Regions from separate parts of the Ovis aries genome. Here region 1 is linked to region 2. A link is a contact called in public Hi-C data. All regions are on one chromosome and are shown on one strand. The core of a region is the stretch at or near the end of the contact, and the rest is flanking DNA. Distances in the headings are between cores, read along the strand shown. Region 1 overlaps SLC12A8 (solute carrier family 12 member 8). Region 2 holds the start of HEG1 (heart development protein with EGF like domains 1).

Evidence for each region. A called contact is a pair of places that touch in the nucleus more often than the background predicts.
Region 1: a Hi-C map of tail adipose tissue shows a contact between it and region 2, with 3 times the contacts expected there. The contact joins the enhancer-like site here to the promoter of HEG1 in region 2. A contact is called at or near these places in 3 of 16 Hi-C or Micro-C datasets (muscle, omental adipose tissue and tail adipose tissue).

Annotation. Positions count from the first base shown.
Region 1 is chr1:190,460,408-190,465,282 of ARS-UI_Ramb_v3.0, reverse strand. All of the region lies in intron 5 of SLC12A8 (solute carrier family 12 member 8), which reads left to right. Among named protein-coding and RNA genes, the nearest start is that of SLC12A8, 59 kb to the left of the region's middle. Within about 2 kb of position 2,307, at least 9 of the 54 cell types and tissues checked have an H3K27ac peak or open chromatin away from gene starts, as enhancers often do. A contact at or near this core is called in tail adipose tissue, where this site is marked.
Region 2 is chr1:190,346,800-190,351,148 of ARS-UI_Ramb_v3.0, reverse strand. It overlaps HEG1 (heart development protein with EGF like domains 1), which reads left to right and starts at 1,645. Exons shown (of 17, transcript XM_060404378.1): 1 at 1,645-2,037. The coding sequence starts at 1,761.

The DNA of each region.
Region 1 (4,875 bases), core at 1,058-3,557, 110 kb before region 2:
AGCTTTGCACCTCTCTGAACCCTCTTCTTCCCCTTGATATATACTGGTTTATAAATACAGATGAATGCAACTGTTTGTATTTCTAGAATTCTCTTTACCATTTTCCTTTAACCTAAGTTCTTGCTCTTGGGTGAAATAGGGGAGAGAGTATAAGCAGATGATATAGTCCAAAATCTGGGAGCCTGTGTGGTCTGAGCAAGGTCAGATGTTCTGAGCCTGGTTTTCTCATTGGTAAAAATGAAGATAAAAGTAATGTTTACATATCCAGGTTGCCTTCCTGCCCAGCTCAGTGGGGCAGGCAGGCTGAGGGAGTTCAGTTGAGGTAAGAGGCTGCAGCAGTCTGCTCAGACCCTGAGGGATATTCATGAGGGCATTTGAGACTCTGGTTCCTCAGTAAAGATTTTAAAATGTACTGATGAAATACTTCAAATATACAGGAAATAATATAACAGATGCTCGTCTATTCACACCCCGAATTTCATGGATAATATTTTGCCAGGTTTGCTTCAGATCTCTATTAAAAATAAAAATAAATGAAGCATTACAAACATAGTTTAAGCTGCACTTTTACGACCTCCCTCTTCTCCCCCGGGCAACCACGTGCCTGAGGCTGATGCATGTCCTGCCTGTACATTTTAATTTTTCTACCGTCTGTAGACAGCCACAATGGATTTCTGTGGTTGTTTAGTGTTTGAAGATTGTACGTACCTTTAATCATACTGCATGGATCCTTTCACCTGATAAATAATTGTGGATGAATGAGTTATTTTGCAGTTGGCTTTTTTCACCCAAGGTATTTGTGAGATTTATCTGTGTTATGACATTTACCATTTCATTCATTTTAATTGCTCACAGTGTCACCAGAGACGCAGACAAGTAAGCCGTTACTAGGTTGTGGAAAGTACCATGACAGGGGTTTACACAGGGAACCTGGGGTTGTGGTGGGCTCTCAACCCAGCCTGAGAGTCAGGAAAAGAGATTCCCCCTGAGCTGATTGTTGCAGGAATACAGGGTTTAGAAGAAGAGAAGGAAAGAAATCTTACAGGGAGGGAAGCTTATACAAAGACCCAAGAGAGTATACAGCGAGGGTGCCTGGGGTTGGGGGTGGTGGGGAACAGGCAGTGCCGGCTCACCAAAGGCCTTGTCTGCTGCGCCAAGGGACTTGGGCTTTCCTTGAGACTCTGGGAAATGTGATAGTATTGTTATATTTTAGAAGACCAGTGGCTTGAGACAGGGGTGCAGAATGGAGGCAGAAACCCGATTTGAGAGGCTGTTGTTGGTAACCCAGAAAAGTAATGGTGATGCAGCCCTCTGCTGTGGGGGAGGGGCCGGTGAAGGAGAGATGGTGAGAGGCATCTCATCATCGAGATGGTGAGAGGCGGTGCAGGCGGAAGAGACAAGGCTGACCCCCGGGCTGGCTGGGCTGGCTGACTAGTGTCCTGCACGGGATCTGGCAGGAGCAGGGCCGGGGTGGGGGTTGGGGGGCGCGGCGGGGGCGGTGAGGGGTGTGGGAATGTAAGAGGTGAGTGAAGATCTGGCGATCCAGTCATAAGCGGTGCGGACGCGTAGGTGAAGCTCTGGGATGGGTGGAAGTTGTTTGGGGAGGGCGTGCTGATTTTGAAGCCAACAGAGCTGTATTTGTTAAGATGGAAATTAATTTCACCAGAAGAGACAATTTTCGCTGTTTGGGATTAAAAAAAAAAAAAAAAAAAAAAAAAACTCTGACAAAATTCCAAACATACAAAGTGAGTAGGCTAAAGATGTATATTCTTTCCTTAAGAATTCACCCCAGAAACTCTTCAGGTGACTGTTCCCTGTTCCACTCAGGGTGTAATGAGCACACCCATGCCTCTGCGGTTCTCTGGAACTCACTGTTGGCTTGGACTTGTGGCTACCGAAGAGAGCTTTGGGGTCTTCCTGGGTGGTCTTAAGGTCCTGGCAGGTAGTAGACATTGAGTAAGTGTGCAGGAACAAGTACGCTGAGTGTGAGATAGTGACACCATACTGCAGCCTCTTAGCCCTCCTGCAGTGATGAAAGCCCGTGTGGGGACACCCTTACCCTGGAACTTCAGCGCAGGGCCCCCCTTTCCCTGGGCCCCCATTCTCCTCTTGAGATGAAGACAGTTGCCCAGCTGCCCCCATGACCCTGTTGCATCGTCCTCCCCTCCCGACTTCCTGGCGGGCTCCTCTCCCTCCGCAGGGCTTCGTGCCCTTGCTGGGAAGCGGAAGGGTTTTCCTGCCCTGGGGAGGAAGGGCTGCCTGGAAGGGCCTTGCAGTACCCAGGATGGCCTCTGTGTGGAGTCGTGATTCTGGCTGTCCGCTCTGGGGAGCCCTGTCCCAGGGCGGCTCCCTCAGCCTTTACTCTCTGCTTACGGAGGGACCAGGAGGAAACCTGATGTCAAGTGGTTTGTGAGGTCCTGGTGTCTCACTTAAGAGGTGGCGCAGTACACACACCATATCGCGTGACCCTCACAGGTAACCCTGTAGGGGAGGCTGGGCAGGGTTGTTTTTTCCATCTCACAGATGCAGGGACAGTGGCCCAGAGAGGTGAAACAATTTCCAAGAACTCAGGCCTCAGTACCCAGCCCCCTTCCTGGTCCAGCTGAGAGAACAATGTCTTCTCAGCCCTGTTGATGAGTTCTTTAAATGAGTTTCCCAGCCTCTGTCCCTGGGGTTCTCGACCCTGCCTGCACATTAGAAACACTGGGAGATCCTCGTGGGGAGAAAAAGAAGAATCCCTGGCCCCAAGTGGATCCCTGACCAAGTGGATCAGCACAGCTGGGACGGGCCGTTGGTGTGTATTTTCAAGTGTTCCGGATGATCCCACATGTAGCCAGGGTTGAGAACCCTGCTCATGTAGGCTCGGCTCTGTTCTCAGTGAAATAAAAACCAAATGTGACGGGCCAAGACCTCACTTGCTCAGGGTGGCAGAATCCTGGAGACTGGTCTGACGATCTCACTGCTCTGGGAATGGGCTCAGGGCAGGGACAGGAGCTCTTAGCCCCAGAACAAGGACTTGTCCCTCCTTCCTCTGTGTCTCCCTTGACCAGCGCTTATGTGGCAGAACCTGCTTGTTTGTGTGTATGGAGGTAATGAGCACCAGCTCTGGGTCAGACACTTCACATATATTTTATTTTATTCTTGAAACAGCCTAGTGCTTTGGGTCAGATGGTGATCCCCATTTTATAGATGAGGAAGTTAAAGTCCTGAGAGGTTGTGCAGCTTTACTGAGGCTGCAAAGTCAGTGGCTCAGCTAAGCTTTGAACTCTGAGCTTGGGCTCCAAAGTGCTGCTCCATGGTGCTTTTCTGGGCATAGCCTGGGAGGAAAGTGGTAGGAATGTTCTCTTCCACCAAGAATTCTCTACTGCTCCCCTTCTCCTGTGGATCAAGGGGTTCTGAGGCCCTGCCAGCCTCTGTGAGCCCACTTGGGCCTTTATGAGGGCTCAGAGCTTGCTGGGGGAGCAGGAGATGAGGTGGAGGACTGTGAGGCAAGATCAGAAGCTGGAACCAGGTGCTGCAGCAGCTAAAATGTGGTTCCCAAAGGCCACCAGGGACAGAGACAGGAGACAAGCTAGCTGACCAGGACCGAATTCAAGGCAGGGCCTGGTGTGGGTCAGGGCTGGGGGCTGCTCCCTACATAGCTGGACACTCCCCTCTGGTCCTCAGGCACCACCCTTCTTCCTGGAGAGCACTGGGTGAGGCCAGTCTGGGAGCCAGGATGTTCATTCCTCTGCCCTCCACATTGTCAGCCTCAGACAGCCTGACCCGAGCATGGGTGGGGACTTCAGTCACTTTCTTAGGTGATTTCTTGGGAAGTTGTGTTACTTCAGAAATGTATGAGGTCCACAGGACCCCAGCTGGGAGCATCAAACCATCTACTGGAATTGATGGACATTAAGAGAATGCGAAGCAGCGAGTAGCATTTTAAGCCTCTTTAGATTTCTCCTGCTATCCACCACCCCCCCATCACACCACCATCTCTTTCTGACTCCTTTTTTCCCTCCCTCATTTTCTTGTTTCCTCCTCTAATCCCCTTTCCTCCTCCCCTCTACCTCTATTCATGGCTGGATCTTGGAATGAATTACTATATGGGGGTTTCCTGGCCCAGTCTGGGGTCCTTTTTACTGCCCTAATACCCCCTCTGTAAAACACAAGATTCTGCCATTGTAGATAGAAGCCAGTTACTGTCTAGTTAAAGACATGCTTCATTGCAGACTGGTACTGAGCAGGCTTTTGGAGGATCCAGAATTGGGCGGTGTTGGTGATTTAGTCTTGAAAAGTTTATTCACCACAGCCAGCCTGCCATTAGTCTGTGACAAGATGTGTTCTTGTGACTGGAAGGTGTACCTGCATCTGCAGGCCCCCTCTGTGCTAAGGGAGAGGTGAGACACAGGAGAGGGCTGGGCCGGTGATCATCTGCCCGTTCTCCTACTCAAGCCCTCCACTGCCTCAGGGACCCTGCTGAGGGATCTACTCTGGGATTGCAGAGGCTTCCCTGGGGGCCCCAGAGGCATGCAAGTTGCCAGGCACCTTAGTGGCTGTCAGAGCACGGGGGCCCCTGAGATAGGGGTTCATTTCAATCACCTTTGTACCCAAGCCCTAGTTCAGGGCTTTAAACCAGTGGTACTCAATTCATGTGTTGCGTGAATGAATGAACAATTAATCAGATGAGTTGACTGGGTCAGATGGGTTGATTGGGACATAACCGGAGGTGTGGCAAGCCCGGCCCCCTCATCTCTTATCTGCAGTCGCCTGGGAGATGGATACTCCCCAGGCCTCCCTTCAGAGAGGCGCCGGCCTTCCTGTTTTGGCCGAGGTCTCAGGTATTCTGTCTGCACAGGCTGCAGCTGGCGGGAGGAACCACAATGCCTGCGT
Region 2 (4,349 bases), core at 396-2,895:
TGTTACTATGAGAGCAGGATCCAAGAAGTTGAACTGGGGCCAGGAGGGCAAACCAAGTTTCCTATAGGAGTGTGATGGTATGACACTTTCTTGGAAAGGCCTGGTAATTCCACGCGAGAGCCCTGGAAAGCTGGGTTGGTTTTGTGGTGCTTTAAAAACAAAATAAAACCAAGTTGTTAACTTCTCACTCCACAGTTTAAGGTGAGCTTGTATATACAGAGCATCCTTCATGTTTTCTACCAAGTGACTCACTTTGACTGAATCACCAGAGAGTGGGTCTGGGTCCATCTGTAGCTGTCCTGGATACCAAGATCTGCTCATTACCCTCAAGGTGGGTCATGGGGCTCAGGGACGGCCACTGAAAGGAGCAGAGAATCAGGGTGGAGACAGGCCTGAGAGGGAAGTCCACACTCATAGCTTCCCAAGCATCTGGTGGTCGGACAGGGTCCCCAGTAGAACTGACGAGACTCCCAAGGAGCTCCAGCATTCATTTCAGTTGAGACATTGTCTGGATTATTGCAAATTCAAAATTGTGGGACCAGAATTAATGATGCCACATGGTCATTCACAGATAAATCACTTCATCTTTGGGTCTAGCTTCAGAATCTTGAGCAAATTATTCTCTTATTTTGAGCCTTTCTTCACCTAGAAATGCAGAGGCTTAGTCTTAAAATTTTACAGACATTTTATCCTTTATTTATCAAGAAAGTCTGTTTGCATGAAACCTTTGACTCTTTCCCCTGAAGGTATCCATTTTAAATTTAGGGATCCCTGTGCTTTATTCTGTTTAATGCGAGATCTACAGCCCTTTTCTGGATAGAGTTTGCCCTAGGCCTGTCTGAATTCACAGTTTTCTTTTCCCTGCAGCCTGTTTGGGTGTCCTGGCCATGACATTTCTGCAGAACTTTGATGTGAGCCAAAGGCAGTGGTGGGGTGGAGATGGAATCCAGGCTTGAGAGGGCGCGGGGAGCTGGGTAGGATGACTCTCCAGTTGGCTGAAGGGTGAGGTGTTAAGGCTTGGCCACCGCCAACTCAGCCCCTGCCCTGGGGGCCTGGAGGAGAAGTGGTGGTGGGTGGTGGGGACACTTCAGATTAATGAGGGTGGGAACAGGGCCACAGGTTCCACTGCTCTGCATATCAAAGCACTTTGTAGGATCTAGTTAGTGCTAATCACATTACCCATACCTGCTTCTCACCGATTGATTGTGCATTTAAGGAGTTGGGAAATTCTGGTTCCGGATTTGGAAGACTCGGGTTTTCTAAATTTTCTGCACTTGGCAAGGCAATTCTAATTGGGGAAGGGAGGGCGTGTGTGCATATGTGTGTTTGTGTGTGCGTGTCCGTGTGTGTGTGTGTGTGTGCGCGCGCGCCGAAGGTTGCCCTTTCCGAGGACCTCCCCCCGCGGTCCCAGGCCGGCGCTCGCGGCCCGGCCCCCGCCCCCTTCCTGCCCTCTCCCCGCCCCGGCCGGCCCGGCCGCGCTCGGTCGGTGATGTCAACCCGAGGAGGAGCCGCCCGCCCCGCGACCCGCCCGGGCTAATCAGCATGGAGCGGCGCCGAGGCCGCCTCCGCCGCGCCCGCCCGGCCCCCGGCCTCCCTCCCCCGGCTCCCCACAACTTTTGAGGCGGGGACCGCGCTCGCAGCCTCACTTCGCTCACTTCCCCGGCCCCGCGCGGCACCCGCCGCCCGCGTCCCTCGCACCCGCGGCCGCCCCGCGCCCGCCCCGCGCGCCGGGCATGTGAGCGCGGGCGGGCGCCGCCACCATGGCCTCGCCGCCGCTCCTGCTGCTGCTGCTGCTGCTGCCGCTGCTGCTGCCGCCGCCGGCCGCCCCCGGGACGCGGGGCCAGCCGCCCTCCCCGGCAGGCGCGGGGCCGGCGTGGCCGACCGAGTCCAGCCCGGGTCGCAAGCTGCCGCCGTCGCCCACGCCGCCCCCGGAGCGCCGCGGGCCCGCATCCCCCGGCCACCGCCAGACCGCCCCTGCGCCGGGCGCCGCGAGGCGGCCGGGACCCTCGAGCCGGGCCCCCCACGGCGGGAGCGCGGGTGAGTGAGAGCGGGGGACGAGCGCCGCGCGAGCCTCGGGCTGGGGGCGTGGGCGCGCCCGGGGCCGCATCCCCGCGCCCTAGGCCCGGGCGACGCTCCCCCCCGGGGGGGCTCCGCTTGGCCGGGCGCGCCGGGACTCTGCGGGTGGACCCGGAGGGAGGGCAGCGAGCCAGGAAGAGTGGTTTCCTAGACGCTTTCGCGGGAGGCTGGCCTGGGGGTGTGTGGCCATCCTGTTGTCCCCCCACCCCCTTGGAAGAAAACTTATCTCCCATGGTGGACCCGGGATCCTGTATACACCCACCTTAAAAATAAAAGGAAAAACCCGAACCTCACAAAAAGCACTTCTCCCACTTCGGAGGTGATAACATCCGGCCAGCCCATTCCCCAATTCCATTTTTTTTTTTTTTTCCTATGGTTACAGAAATAGGCCTCTCTCGGTACAGAGTCTGACTTTCGAATTTAAATAACTGAGTTTTTAAAAAAGGGTTCTAGCCCTAAGGATATTTGTAAAAGACAAAGGATGTAGTTGGAAACCAAACACTCCACTGGCTCTCTGCAAAGCAGAGAGATCCAGGGACTGTGTGGAGGTAGGGGTTCCAGGGTGAAGCCCTGTAGGGCAGACCCCAACACAGGACTGTCCCCCAGCCTTTCCTCCCTTTTCTTTTCCTGATGAGCTGCGGCTCCATACACGGCCACCGCCGGTCCACTCAGAGAGGGATCTGCCTGCTGTCCTCCAGACCTTTGTATCCAGTTCCTTCTTTGGGTCTGGAAGACATGCTAAGGGCCAAGTGGAATTCCAACCATAGTACCATTGTGACCCCGGGAATGTCACCTCTTTTGATCTCGGTCTCTCCATCTGTGAAATGGAAGTAATGACTCTCGCTCTTCCCAGCCTCTTGGTGATGATGGGACAAAATGAAAGTAAAATTAAGTGGAAAGTGCTTTGAACAAAGCCAGCAATGCAGTGGTATTAAACCACTGCCTTCCCATGAGTGACACAAGGCATCTGTTCTCCTGGGTTACCCAGAGAAGCCAGGTCACTTGGAGCACTAGATACTGTCTTAGAGTTTAGGTGAAGGCTGAAGACAGGTTTCATCTTCCTAGTGGATACTTCATTTAAGTCTCTCATATCACACAAACTTCCTGGGATAGGAGTTAGCTTACTTCATTGCACCTAGGAATGCTTCCTCTAACTAAATAAGCAAAAGGCTTAAAAAAAATCAAATCCTCAAGTAAAAACTCAATTTCACATTCATTAGTACTCTCATCATTGCAAATGCCTTGCCCTTGTGAACTTCTCCATCACGGGCACAAGATGGAGAAACTGTAAAGGGAAGAGCGAGGGGAAAGAAGCTTCCAGAGACCTGGGAGAGATACTCACCGTGACTCCAACTCTAGGTGACTTACAGTGCACATTGTTTTAAGTTCCATGGAAAGGAATCAAGAACATAAAAGAGAACATTTCCTGGTTTTCACACACAAGGAAAGTAACCAAGAATACTGTGCAGAAATGTATCAGTCCTCTAAATGAAAGTGGAGTACGGGAACTGAAAGCAGCTTTCTATGGCTGGAAGTCAGGCTTTCTTAGCTGTAGGGTCTGGGTCTTGTTCATGGATGGGTGGGAGGGATGCTGACTTGCGAGGGACCTGAATGGATGAGACTGGTACAGAAGTCTCCTTCCTTCTCTTGTGGCTGAGAATCCTCACATATCACACAGAGCTCGATGTTATAAGAGAGGGACAGTGGAGGCAGCTGGCTTAGGGGACTCAGCAGGTGAGAGCTGGGGCTGATCTCCCTTGCTGGTCAGGGACCCCTGCCACCGTAGATGATCCATGCTTCCTCACAGGCGTGGCGGGTAACTCTGCTAGTCTTGACTTTGCAGCCTCTCCAGTTGCAAAGATTCCTTTGGGGAGGTGAGAGCAAAGGAGGTTTCAGGTGCGTGGTGGCTCTAGAGGCACGCACATGAGAGCCACAGAGAGCAGCTAGGCAGGAGCTGGGGGCATCTCAAACTTCTCTGACCTGAGAGGATCTCCCCTGTTCCTCCCACCCCTCCACAGAGACCACCCGAGGAGTGTCTGTGCTTCAGTTGAGCTCAGGCTGGCTCTCAGGTGGAATGTAAGGAAGGTGAGAGTAGAAGAGAGGAAATTGATTACCTGTTGAAAACTAATAGAAGCTACTGATGCAGCTGAGGATTCAGGCAGGACTTGTGCTTCTTCTCTGGTGGTGGCTCAGACAATGTCACTTAGAGGGAAAAAAGAAACAATGAACAAGAAATTTGCATCAAGTGATGTTCAGTGAGTTTGAGTTTCCTA